Linked DNA regions of Gossypium arboreum: region 1 is linked to region 2. A link is a contact called in public Hi-C data. All regions are on one chromosome and are shown on one strand. Each heading gives the region's core, a stretch centred on a gene start, on an enhancer-like site or on the middle of the called end of the contact. The rest is flanking DNA. Distances are from core to core; before and after follow the strand shown.

What was found. A called contact is a pair of places that touch in the nucleus more often than the background predicts.
Region 1: a Hi-C map of leaf shows a contact between it and region 2, with 3 times the contacts expected there. The contact joins the promoter of LOC108450025 here to the promoter of LOC128293087 in region 2.

The regions. Positions count from the first base shown.
Region 1 is chr5:27,989,228-27,991,927 of ASM2569848v2, forward strand. It overlaps LOC108450025 (protein NRT1/ PTR FAMILY 5.10-like), which reads right to left and starts at 1,287. Exons shown (of 3, transcript XM_017747453.2): 1 at 793-1,287; 2 at 102-649. The coding sequence starts at 1,143.
Region 2 is chr5:27,859,085-27,861,784 of ASM2569848v2, forward strand. LOC128293087 (serine/threonine-protein kinase-like protein CCR4) reads left to right here and starts at 1,441. Exons shown (of 1, transcript XM_053028422.1): 1 at 1,441-2,700. The coding sequence starts at 1,722.

The DNA of each region.
Region 1 (2,700 bases), core at 37-2,536, 130 kb after region 2:
ATCGTCATTTAAGAGATGTCTGTGACGGGAAAATGTAAATAGGAACATTGTTTTCGTAAATCATATCCTAATTCTCTCGTATGCAAAAATATCTCACTTACTTGAATTGCTTGGAACTTTCAGTTGGAAGAGTTCCTCGTGCCTCTTCCTCTGCAGCAATTGCTGAAGATGTTGTCTTCCAATTCCTAACAGCCAAAATGAACACTCTACCAATTCTCAGAAATGGGTTTTCTTCATCACCTTTGATACTATATCTGTAAGTTGTGGTTCCAAGCACAAAAGCAAGCAGACCAACAACCATTACAATAGCGGGTATCCCAAATCCAAGAGTCCAACTAAGATTGTCTTGGATGTAGGTTAAAATCCAAAGGGTTATGAAGGTGCCAGCACATATACCAAAATACCACCAATTAAAGAATGAACTTTGGGCTTTACACTCCTCTGGGTCTTGTCTATCAAACTGATCTGCACCAAAAGCTTGAACACATGGCTTGTGCCCACCTTGTCCAAATGCTACTAGATACAGTGAGAAGAAGAATAGTATGACTTGAAATTGAGCAGAAGAACTTAATATGGTATTATCTGTACTTTGGTCACCAGAATTGCTGACAGAAGGAAGTGCGGCTGACAGACTCAACAAGCCTAGACCCTGTTAAATCATTCCACATCAAGTCAGCACAGAAAACGTCTAGCAAGTACTCTAATCAATTACTGGAACAATTAAAATAATCTTGAACACCAAATTCCAGGAATTATGAACTCTCTTAATAAAAGAAAGGGAAATTGTTTTACCAAGGTGTAAAGAAGGGAAGCAAGAATGATGGTGCGATATCGGCCAAGAAAAGAATCAGCAATGAAAGCACCCAAGAGTGGCAGAAGTGACGCCGCACCAGACCAGGCGTTGACTTGAGCGGCGGCGGCGGCAGTGGATTCGCCGAGAGGCCCCGTCAAGTAAGTTATGAGATTTGAGGAGATGCCATAATAAGCAAACCTCTCAGCAATTTCAACGGCAATGATGAAAGAAGCGGATCTCCAGCCGCCGGAGTTAGAGCGGCGGACGGGACGGCCTTTGTAATCAAGGGAGGCGTCAATGGTGTCATCTAAAAGTGGAGTTTGAGCAGTGGAGAGATTGGAGATCGCCATCGCTTTTGCCAAAGCCTTTGCAATTTGGATGTACTTATCTCCGTCAGCAGTAAAAAAACAGATTCATGTCGGATTCGCTCTTTGCTTTTGCTAATGTCAGTAAATAAGAATAATGTCAATCTTTTTTCTACCTTAAAACTTTCTAAACACAAAGAACAAAAAAAGGAAAGTTAAAATATCTCGTTGATTTTTCAATTTTTTTTTGATTTAATTCTGTAATAAAATTTTATAAAATTAAGTACTATTTCTTTCATTTAAAAGTTTATCCATTTTCTATGGCTTTTTTTTAATTTTTAATGTATATAAGATTAAGGATTTTTATTTTAATTTATATAATTACTCTAATTAAGATAATTGTTTAAATTAATCATTATCTTTAAAATTCTATTAATCTATAATTTAGTTGTTTAATGGGATGCTTGTATTTACCAAAAATTATATATTTTAGTACTTAAAAAAATAATTGTGCTAATTTTTAATGCTTAATTTAAGATTTAGAGTTAATTTAATAAAATATAATAATAGAATAAATTTAGTGTGGATTGTAATTTGTTTAATTTTGTGCTTATTTGGTTAAATAAAGTTTGAAGGTTGTGATTCTTTTTCAAATTTTAAGATTGATTTGATAAAAGTTAATTATTATTTAATTATAATTTATAACATTATCTTAAGGTTTGCCAAATACAAATACTATATTGACTCAAAAACAAACACATGAATCAAACTAAAAAATATCTCAAACTCAGATACTAAATAATGCAAAATTAATTATCTATTTCCTATATTATTTTAAGGGTTTTTTATTCTTTATCTTTTTAATTTTTTTCTTTTAAGAATTAATATATCATTTGGTACATGAGTTCAGTTTTAATGTTTAATTTAATAGCTAAGTTGACTTCAATATTTAAATTGGTACCTTGACCAAATGGCATCATGTCCTGCACTGAATATTTAACACGTGTGCTCTAATAAAAAAATGCAGGTACTTAATTGGGACAAAAAAATGCAAATATTAAATTACACATTGAAGTCAAACTTAAATATCAAATTCAAAAAAGAAGCTCAAGGATCGGATTAAATATTAATGTTAAACTCGAGTACCAAAGAGTATAGTAACCCCTCTTTTAGTTATAATCTTTTGATTTTTTTCTGAAAAAAATATTTATAAATTAGAAGATTAAAAAAATTTATGAACAATATATCCTTGATATTTATTTTACAGTCCAGGAAGGTTGTGACAGCCCTAATTTGGCCCTAGTCAGAAAGTGGTTTCGGGATCACAAAATCGAGTCCCAAAAATAATCAAATGTTATATTATGTGTTTATTTCATGTGAAAGTGCATGTGTGAAAATCCCATGCTTTGATTCTGCCATTTGTGAGTGAAATTATGAAATAGGACCTATGTGAAAATTTTTGAAAATGCTATAGGCTAATATGTAGTGGCCTAATAAATAGTAGTGCAAAATAGGAGGATTTGCATGTCAAACTCCCCATTTTTTGTGTAGTGGTCGGCCATGGTGTTAATGGTAGACAACATGTGCAAATTTTTTTTTATT
Region 2 (2,700 bases), core at 191-2,690:
TTTTTTTTTTTTGCATTTTTTTTGTAATAAGATTAAAATTTTAAGGTATTTTAGCATGTTGTTAATTTGAATGATTTGTTAAATTATTTGTTGTTTTTTTGTATGGTAATTGATAATTTAATTGATATTTATGCAGAAATTGTAATGGATTCTCTTATCCGAGCTACCGACCACACAACGTTTATGATAAAGGAGCCGATAAATGTGGTCTGAGTCAGTTTTAAATAAAATCATATAATTTTTTTTTTAGAAATGTTTTTGAAGTCGTACTCTTTAAAAAATAATCATTCATTAGTTGTGAAAATTAAACTTGAAAACATTAACAAATATCGATTTTATTATATGTACAGAATGAGTATCAGATCTTGAGAACTCAACTTCATGTTCCAATATATTTTCCTGACCATAAGATTATACCGTACTTGGATGCCGCCAGGTTTGGCACAACAGCATTCATTCAAATGTTTAAGGTCGGATTTAATATCTACCCTGGTGGAATGATGCACCCAAAGACCCACGCATTCCATCTTCTGTGTGAGAGTGCACGACAAGAAGATAGCCGGCACCTAAAAAATCATATTTTTCAAACATGGGTGCTGACAAATGGAAGGCCAAGGCAAAAGAAATTATATTTTTACTAGGGTGCCAGCCATTAAAAACACGGGATCAAAAAAACAAAATTTTACTAACATGAGTGCCAGTCACCATGGTGCCATCACCAAAAATATAGAAAAAAAATTATTTTTTTACTAGATGCTAACCACTAGAAACACGGGATCTAAAAAAAAAAATTTACCTGACATGGGTGTCAGCCAACACAGTACTGGTCACTATTCATGCTGTCATTGTTTTAAAAAATGAGTATTCTTGTAAATATTTAATTTTTTTAAAATTAATTGGGTAAAAACCCCACAATTTTTGGAATGTTTCTATTTCAACCAAATTAATTGAAATTTGAATAATGGAAAATATTGGAATAAATTATTCAATCCAAAGCGCAACCTAACATCCTACTGAACGCGGTTGAAAATTGAAACGGTTTAACAATGAACAAAAACGAGTGAGCATAAAAAATATTAAGAAAAGAAGGGCTAGCTTTGAAATAAAACAAAAAGTAGGAGGCTCATTCTGTCAAATGATATATAATTATCAAGTCTACGTTAAATCACTAATTAACATTCATCTCTTATATGTAGAAATATTAAATTATGTTAGAACAATTCGTCAAACGCATATATAATGATTTAACTACCAACTCTGCCAAACAAGACATTTATATAGAAAAACTCATGTAAATATCCTTCCAAAATTAAATTTAAACAAAAAAAAAATTATTAAATAATTTGTGAAAGGATTCAAATTTATAAAGATGTACTAAGCTTTACTCGACTTGAGCAGCCTAACCAGGTTATATATACGCAAGAGTTTTGATATGAAGGTGTGGAGCCAATTTGGTTGGAGTTGTTGTGGTTGGAGGGTGTCTGTGGGCGTCAAATGTTGACCAGACCACAGTGCTTGCTGCTTCTGAAAAATCCTTGAAATAAAGTATTACATTTTCACAGGACTGGGTCTCAGTTGCACACTTGAAACTCCATCAAACTCTGTAAACCGCGTGTAATTTCCCTCATGCTCCATTACTCCAACAATGTTGGCATTCTTTAATTGCCAAATATATAATCTTTCTCCCTCTCACCATCAAATTAGGTGTCGAAACAAGTTCAATGGGTTGTTTCTTCTGCAAATCCCACCCCTTTTCTCTCTTGATTTCTTCCTTTCTTTGTTTTTTTTCTTTCAGTTCTTCCTTCTCCACAGTCTCTATATCTGAAACTTCTAACCTCACATTAGTGTGTGCTTTAGTGCCTTCTCCTGAACTCAACCGATCCTCACTAAATTGTTCTAGCCTTCCAAGTCCTGGGATTCAAACCCCTTTCCATCCTAATGATTCCTTCACTGGGATTGTCTCTGGGGATGGGTTTTTATGCGGTTTCAGACCTTCGTTTTCCTCATCAAATGTTTCGGTCATGCATTGTTGGAGATTCTTCAACAATGGCACTACTATGGAGTTCAAAAGGATTTACAGGGGTCCAGCTCTCAACCAACTCGAAGCTGGAAACTCTCACATTTGTGGTCTTAATGCGACCAACGCTCTTGACTGTTGGCAATGGCCCGAATTCAACCCAACCGGGGATCAAAACTTCTCTGAAATCGCTGTTGGCGAAGGATTTGTGTGTGGATTATCGGAAGATGGAAAAATTAGCTGCCGTGGAAACGGTGCTGGTGTCACTGGCGAAGAGCCTAAAGGGAATTATCAGGTGATTGCTGCGGGCTTTAGGCATGCTTGTGCCATCAGTAGAGGTAATGATTTACAGTGTTGGGGGAATACGGTGGTCGACGATACGCCACGGGGAAAATTCAACGCACTGGCTTTGGGACTGAACCGGAGCTGTGCATTAAGGACTAATAGAACTGTGGTCTGTTGGGGCCAAAATAACTTCAGTCTGCCACAGGAACTGGAAAGGCGTAGCTTTATTGCAATCAAAGCAAAGAGAAATGTTTTTTGTGGAGTTTCAACATTGGATTTTTCCTTGTTTTGTTGGGGTGACGCAAGGTTTAACTCCACCTCTATGGTTTTCTCTCAAGTTTTACCGGGGCCATGTAGGAATACATGTCCATGTGGTTCAGTGTCCGGATCAGGCTCAT